Regions from separate parts of the Mus musculus genome. Here region 1 is linked to region 2. The links are chromatin contacts, called in public HiChIP or PLAC-seq maps. All regions are on one chromosome and are shown on one strand. Each heading gives the region's core, a stretch centred on a gene start, on an enhancer-like site or on the middle of the called end of the contact. The rest is flanking DNA. Distances are from core to core; before and after follow the strand shown. Region 1 overlaps Plekha5 (pleckstrin homology domain containing, family A member 5). Region 2 holds the start of Plekha5 (pleckstrin homology domain containing, family A member 5).

Region 1 (3,896 bases), core at 863-3,362, 85 kb after region 2:
TATGCAGAAAAGTTTGTTTCACCCCGTGGGGGTAGGTGCTTTGAAATAGAAATATGTAGTTACTCACAGGACTGATTATAACAGGCAGTGTGACCTCAGCTAGCAGCTTGGGCGAAATCTCCCGAAGAAGATAGTATTTGAACAGGACTTGAAAAATATAAGTTGGTGAGGCACACAGTTTATAAACGAATTGAATTAGCTGTAACTTACCTCATGCAAAAAGCAGAATTTAGAAAGGATTGGAAGAAGAAAGAGAATTCTTAAAGCCTTAAGTCAGAGTCTTACTAACTGGCCTTAGGAAAAAAGGTCACCTTGCTCATTAATGACCTGAGAACTGGATAGTCTCAAATTCAGAGCTTCTGGATTCTCTTAGTTAGCAAGTATGTTCTAGTAGCTTCCACTCCCTACAGAGGACGAGTCTAGTGGTATGAGGGGCTTTCTCATTATAATTGGTTTCTTCCTAAGCAGGTGTTTATGGACTGACTGGATTCTTACATCTCTTCCAAGTACTTATTCCAGACGTCTGCTGCTTTGTGAGGTTTTATCTCTAAAAGAACAGCAACCTGAAACAATGGAAACTCACCCCCACACCCATTCTTGATTTTTTTTTTTTTAAACACAGTTTCCACCTCCTGGGAGTTGAGCTCACAGGCATGGACCACAAGGTCAAGCGCATTCTACTATTTCCACATCAGAAAGATTTGTATTAAATGACTAAGGGGGTGAAATCCTTAACTAACCAATGAGACACCTTACACTTACTGTCTTACCGTAGTGTTAGGTACTGGGAGGAAATACTAGAAACAGGGCTCCTTTCCCATTACAAGAGCTTCTATATTGAATATTAATTATGAATAAATTGGCCCCAGATGATGGATGGGATCGGGTTTCAGATTGAGGTATTTGGAAATAAATCTCTTGCAGAGTGAATGTTGCGAATCCAGATAGATCAAGTAAGTCAAGGGCAGGGGTAGCATTTTCAAGATTACAATCCACTGAGAAGTGAAATCGTAAGTATGTAAGGACTCAAAACTGACAGTGTGGCCGCTGGGCTGTCGGGTGTCTCACAGGCGTGCCTTGTGCTTGAGTGAAACACGGGTGCTGGTGTAAGTTCTTATGAGACCCCTGCTGAACTCTAGTTTTTGGTTGTAGATCGTATCCTGTTTGTCGTCTGTCTGTCCATTTGATACATATTGTGTTTTGGCTGGACGTGTGTAGTATCTTTTTACCGTTTATGTGCCTGGTACCCACAGTGACCAGAAGCGGTTCGGTCCTCTGACTCTGTGGTTACAGATGGTTGTGCCATGTGAGTGGTGGGACTCAAACCCTGCTCCTCTGCTAGGGCAGCATGTGAGCCTAACCACTGCCAAGTGGAACCTTTCGCTGTGGTTTTTAGAAATGCTTTGTTTTCGTTTGTATATGTACACCCACTTTGGAGAGTTGGTTCTCTCCTCCCATCGGCCTCAGGGACTGCATTCATGTCATGAGGCCAAAATGGCAATGACTTTTACCACCTGAGCCCTCACTGGCCTTCTCTTCTGTCTTCATGAGGCGCGGCTCCTGCGGTAGACTTTAGAGATACGTGAAAAGAAAATTGGGATTAGTTGAGGTTTAGGACTCCCCACGGATTTGAAGTTGATTGGCTTCAGCAGTGTAGTGGGCTGTCTGTCTCCACAGCTTTTCTTGGCTTTCTCCTGACCATGTGATCAGTGCAGGCCTGAGACCTGCTGGGCAGAATTGTACAAGGCACATGAGAATTGCCTTATTGTTAGTCATCTTTCTGTAAGTAAATAGTTTGTCTGCTAGTGGGTAGTGTGTGTGTGTGTGTGTGTGTGTGTGTGTGTGTGTGTGAGAAGTTTAGACTTTTTGCTGACGTGTGTGCTCCGAGCATAGCTACCCCTAATGGATTTCATCTTGAAATAGTCGGATGGCCTTCGTTTTGTTAAGCAGTTTCCACATATCCCCCAGGCCATTAGCCATTTCCTCCTCTGGGCTCTCAAACCAGGTTATGTTTTAATGATTTGTTTACAGCCCGCTTTCTCCTATTAAGCTGTCAGTTGGGCCTGTGGTGACCTTGAAAGAGGGACTTTATCTTACTCTCCCCTTTGTTCCCGTGGCTGACCACACTGTAAACAGTGAGTAAGCCGTCTTCGTCTTCGTTGTTGCGAGGGCAAGAGACTTCACAAGCGCCATAATGTCATAAACCAAGTGCTAGGCTGCCTTGTCCCTTCTTCCTCTCCCCAGGTGGAGACTCTTGGAGCAGATCTCTTGTTTCATTTCATTGTTTCTTGGAGCAGTGCGTTGTGGAGCCCCTGGACCACTGTGTGATGCTGCAAACGCTGAGCTAGGTTTTTGTCTGATTTTGAAAGTCCTGCTTTACTACGGGATCACATGTAACCCAGGTGCATGAGAGGAATGGCAACGTTGCTTTTTAGTACATTATTTTGTTCATCTGCGTAGCTGATGTTTTTGTTGTTGTTGTTTGTTTCCAGGTTTATAGTTGTTTGATTGTTTCCTTAAAACAGGATAGGATGTCATGGTTTTTGTTTTTTGTTTTTTTTTAACACTGTAGCTGTCCTCAGACACTCCAGAAGAGGGCATCAGATTTCATTATGGATGGTTGTGAGCCACCATGTGGTTGCTGGGATTTGAACTCCTGACCTGTGGAAGAGCAGTTAGCGCTCTTAACCAGGCCGTCTCACCAGCCCGGATGTCATGGTTTTAATGTTCATATACTTGAGCCCAGGTCACTAAGTGTTGTTATTATTTTGGAAAGCCCTGGAAGCTTTACAAGGTTGGCCCTCGAAGGCTCCTTGGCCCCTGGTCCCTGTGTGTTGTTTCCTCCGCTTCCTGCTCTTCTATGGTGTGCTCGCTCAGCCTCTAACACTCCGTGGTCCTTCCTCCATGAGGCGAGCTGCTTGGGCATGGTGTCCCTGACATGATGCAATGCAGATAACTGAGAATAAAGCAGTCCTCCTGTAAGTTAGTTCTGTCAGATAGTATGTCTAAGCCATGCAAAAATAACTAATAGAAAAAATTGGTACCAGGGGAGTAAGGTCACTGTAACTAAACCTAACAACATGATTATTAGGTTTTGAAAACTGATGTATAAGAAGAATGTGAAAGAGTTTGAAGGCAGACTAGAGCACCCCTCCTACAGTTCGTTAAGCAAAGCTAAGTGGACCATTCTGGTAGGAGTTTAGAAAGCTAGAACCTTATAGAAATACACAGTAAAGACTATTCTGTGAGGTTTAAAAGGGAACATGACTCTATTAGAATTGGACTGGAAACCATTCATGTTATATTCTAGCACAGAATCTGTCTCTAGTTTATGCATGTCTGAAACCTTGAAAGAGTATAAATTGAAAAATGATATAGTGTTCAGGCTATGCCATTGCTAGTGCTAGCTGCACTACCACTAGTTTTCATTGAGAATTGGGAGCTTTTAAAAGCAGAGCAGAAATTCATAGGAAAACATACAGTTTGGCCAGAAAAGTAGTTTCTTTAAAGTTGCAGGCAAAGAAGCCATTAAAGAGAAGCCAGACAATTTATACAAGAGTGTTAAAATTAAAAGTACCTTAGATATTTCAGGAATTGAGAAGTCCCCATTCCTGGTACCAAAATGTATATTCTAGGGTTTCTAGAAGATCAGAACTAAAAGAAGGTGTATGGAGGGGGAGAGAGTGAGTGATACAAGGAGATTTATTAGCGTGGCTTACGTAATAGAAGGCAGGGTAGCTGTGTGATGGCTACCTGCACGCTAGAGAGTCCCTGGTGCTGAGTCCACATTGAAAGGCTGGCACTACTGGGGCCTGATGTCCATAGATGATGGCAACAGTGACCTTGGTTTCTGGAAGAGGAGAGCTTCCACATGTACCCTGACTCCCTCTTCTCAG
Region 2 (4,027 bases), core at 615-3,114:
CAAGCATAGAATGTGCACTCTACAGTTGAACTACATCCATAGCCTTTGGTTGCGATTTTGAAAGATACATAAGTTAATCTATATTGACTTTTGAGATGTGCTTTCTGTGAACACATCTTGTAGTATCCAAAGATCCAGAGCTAAATAGAAGCCGAGCACAGCACACAGTCAACGTATAGACTTCTCGGTGGTATGCAAACATCCAAATCCCTCAGCAGGACTACCAAGCACTAGATTCATAAGCTATTGTGGCATTTGGGAGACTTTTAAGTTTGTAATGATAACAGAGAGTCAACAGCTCTTCTTATACTTGCTGTGCTGTGCCAGTGACCACTGATGCTAATGTGGGACATTTCCTGCCAGCTATTCATTGATTAAAAAAAAAAAAAAGTCATATTTTCCAGAGACTGGGTAGGAGATAAGATGTCAAAAAGTAATAAGGACTGAAATGAGGGAGCAGAATACAAACGAACCCAAAAGAGAAAACATTACAGCGATGGTATTTTTTTTTCCTCCTGTATATGCAGATGGACAGGAAAATTATAGCAGTAATTGCAGTCTCCGTTTCACCAGAGACGTATGGCCTTGGGGAATCAGGAGATAGGAGGAAAAGCCAATGAAAATGCACGCTCATCAGGAGCTTTGGCCAAGGGCATTCACCCTCCCTGTGCCTTGGTTTCCTTAAAGGTTGAAAAGCATCATTTACTTATTTCAGTTACTTGGGAAGATGAATGAGAGAATGCCTCAGAAGCATCCAAACTGGTCAGGGAAAAAAAAAAAAAAGGTGCTTCGAGAATGCCAAGTTGTACTGTTATTATTGAACTGTGTTTCCTCTGGGATGAGTCATTTGCTGCAAAGCCATGGAGACAATTCCAAGAGTGATGATGAAGGACCAGGGGCAGTAAGGAGCAAGCATAGCGCTCTTTACTGGTGCAAGGGAGGTCTTACTAGCAGTGAACCCTTCCTTTGTTCAAAGGACAAGGGGGCCGGGGGTGCCAAGGCATTAAAAATACTATACAGCAACGTATTCATTCGAGTAGACTCTTGGAAATCTATAGGCGATTTGAATTCAGACTTTGCCATTTTTCACCATAACCCTGGGCACAATCACCTTTGTTCCTTTACGTTTCTTTGCCCCTCTCAGTGAAACGGAGACAATCATAGTTCGAAGGGATTTAAATGTCCACCACCCCAAGGACTCCGTAAAGTTAAGTTGCCCTTGTAATAAATGAGAGAGATTGGGAGCCTAGAAATTCACGTTGATAATCAAGTGCATCTTTTTTAAGAAAGGAAAAGGCAAGTTTTTATTTTCTAAACTATTATATGGCTCAGAAGCTTAGAAAGGAAAAAAAAAAAACCACCAGTAACAAAAAGACCTTAAGTCTGAATCAGTCCCATTTCAGTGGTCCGAGCTCACTCGCGGACCCTCCTTTATTTGGCACGCCACACACCAGAAAAGCCTTTCCCAAAAGCAGTTTTCCATTTCAACGCCCGGCGTCTCCCAGAGAAGCCCCGGGCTAGGCAGGCAGTAGCTGATTCAAAACCTCACAGGTTCGGAGCCCAGCCCTCCGGGCGGGCGCCGGCGGGACCCGACCCCGGAACCTTCGCGCGGCGCGGGCGGGGCACGGGGGAGGGCTTTGGCGGGGGCGCGGCGCCGCTTCGCCCAGCCTCCGAGCGAGCGAGCGAGCGAGCGCAGCGCGGGCCGGCGGCCGGCCGCGGAGGATGCCGAGGGGCGGCGACGCAGGCCGGACTCAGCCGGGGCGGCGGGGAGGGCGCCGCCCGAGGGGGTAGGGCGGCCGCGGGGGCGCGCTCGGGCCGGGCCGCGCGCCCTGCGCTCCTTTCGCTCGCTCGCTCGCTCGCTCGCTCGCGCCCTCCTTCCTCAGCGGCGGCGGCAGCACAAGGCGGCGGCGGCGGCGGCCGGGGAGCAGACATGGCGGCCGACCTGAACCTGGAGTGGATCTGCTCGCTGCCGCGCTCCTGGACGTACGGGATCACTAGGGGCGGCCGCGTCTTCTTCATCAAGTGAGCGGGCGGGGGAGGCGCCGCCGGGCGGCTGGGGGGAGCGGTGGGAGCGAGCGGGCCGGGGGCCCCCGTGGGTCGCCCCTCGCGCCGCTCAGCGCCTGTCCCTTCTCTTCCCTGCAGCGAGGAGGCCAAGAGCACCACCTGGCTACACCCGGTCACCGGCGAGGCCGTGGTCACCGGGCACCGGCGGCAGAGCACAGGTAGGGCCGGCCGGGGCTGCGGCTCCGGGCCACCTGGCGGGGTTGGAGGGGCTCCGGGCTCCGCGCGACTGAGTCCCGGGGCGCCTATTCTTCTCCGCCTTTTCATCAGCGCTTGGAGACGGCGCCCTCTTCCTGGCGCCCTGGTCCCCATCCTTTCCCGGACGCCCCCCGAGGATGGGCGACGCCCCTCTACCCCGGATCGCCCCCGTCTCCGCCTCCAGCACCCTTTAGGAAGTCCTCACCCGCTCCCCTTTGCTCCCCGCATCCCAGCACCCCTGCGGTGAGACGGTCCCGCATCCTCGCCCTGCTCCCCAGAGAACTGCTTTCTGCCAAGCAGCTTCCTCCTCCACCACCTCCTACTTCTCCTAAGTGGGACTGTGGGTAGGTGACTGATGGAAGAGTTAGGGGTGCTGCGGTGCCCCCCCACCATGTGATCCAAACACCGGTGAGTCCCCTCCTGCTACCCGAGTAGCCGCTGGAGTTAGGACGCTGGAGCGGGCGCCGCAGCCAGTGATCCCGGCTCAAAAGTCCCCGGTAGCCGCAGCCAAGCTCCACGTACCACCAGCAGGCGGTGGGCGAGCCAGGGCGGTCCCGCGTGGGGGGCCTTCGGGCCCCAGTTCCACGAGGAAATGCATCTCGGGTTGCTTTGATAGCTTTCTTGAATGTTTAGCATGAGTTGAGCTGGAGGAGGGCTTGTGGTGGTTTCAGTGCTGGTCTGGCTTTCTTTTGTCATTCTTTGTTTACATTCACCCAACTTGTTTGCCTGAAACGTAACGTGAGTTCTCATACTGGCCCGCCTCTATTCCGGGTGACTGCAAAGGCTTGAGAACAGTTGGGTCGAAGGTGAGGCCCAGTTCTGTCTCTCCCTCTGGGTACTTTTCTCGCCAGCTCCGAGGTTCTGAGGATCTCCTATTAAAGTTGCCAGAAGGGTGAACAAACCTGCCTTTTCTGCTAAACGCTGGAGTTCAGTGAAGTGACTAATAATGTGTCCAAATTTGCACAAGTGTGGAGGAGGAAAGGGAAGGCTGCTGTAGCAGGCATGATGAGGTTACATTTTTAGGGCATTTCTGACTAATAAACCGTCATGTTTCCTAACTCTCTGCACTCTTTAGCTTCAGCCTGTTTACTGTACGCATTTGCAACTTTGATAGCCTCGTTACCCTTGTGGATATGGGCACGTTTATTTCATGGAAGACAATATAGGGTTAAAAGAATTTAGCCCAAATGTTTTATGGCATTATCTCAGGCCTATTTTGATTACGTATGACACGAATGTCTTCGAATTACCCTCACAGATTAAAAAATAGCAGTCACATGCCGGAAATATTTTATTCTATGATGTGATTTCGCATTTATCTATTTATTTATTCTTGTTTGATTTACTTTGCTTGGGCTCCCGTTCTGTGCACACATGTGTGCCTTTTCATTCTGGAGATGCTGTGATTAAATCCAAAGCTCTTGTCATCATAAGTGGCACATAAGTGGCCTGTGGCACATAAGTGGCACATAAAGATGCAGTCGCTCACTTGAAACCCCACCTCTCTTCAGGTCAAGTGTGTTGAAACTCGTGTGTAAGGATTCAGTCAGTTTTCCACTAATTGAAGGCTTGCGTTCCTTTCATGGTAGAAGAAACCTAAATGGATTCGAATTGAAAAATAGGGTTTTGAATAAACAAGATATACCTAAAAAGGCAAAATGCTGCCCATTTGGGGTTTGTGCAGTCAGTGATGGGTGTTTTACCAGGGCTCGAAGACTTTGCCTTTGGGATATCACAGCTGATCCTTTCCCACCCTGACCACTGTTAA

Evidence for each region. HiChIP or PLAC-seq counts read pairs in DNA pulled down with a chosen protein or histone mark.
Region 1: an HNF4G HiChIP or PLAC-seq map of pancreatic cancer cells shows a contact between it and region 2. The contact joins the enhancer-like site here to the promoter of Plekha5 in region 2. A contact is called at or near these places in 1 of 39 promoter capture datasets (the C10 cell line), 6 of 484 Hi-C or Micro-C datasets (CD4 T cells, brain, embryonic stem cells and 3 more), 4 of 115 datasets of contacts at active chromatin or transcription factors (effector CD8 T cells, embryonic stem cells and pancreatic cancer cells) and 2 of 9 other capture datasets (adipose tissue and liver).

What each region holds. Positions count from the first base shown.
Region 1 is chr6:140,507,254-140,511,149 of GRCm38.p6, forward strand. All of the region lies in intron 3 of Plekha5 (pleckstrin homology domain containing, family A member 5), which reads left to right. Among named protein-coding and RNA genes, the nearest start is that of Plekha5, 85 kb to the left of the region's middle. Within about 2 kb of position 2,113, at least 66 of the 459 cell types and tissues checked have an H3K27ac peak or open chromatin away from gene starts, as enhancers often do. A contact at or near this core is called in pancreatic cancer cells and uterus, where this site is marked.
Region 2 is chr6:140,422,235-140,426,261 of GRCm38.p6, forward strand. Plekha5 (pleckstrin homology domain containing, family A member 5) reads left to right here and starts at 1,865. Exons shown (of 31, transcript NM_144920.3): 1 at 1,865-2,022; 2 at 2,143-2,222. The coding sequence starts at 1,931.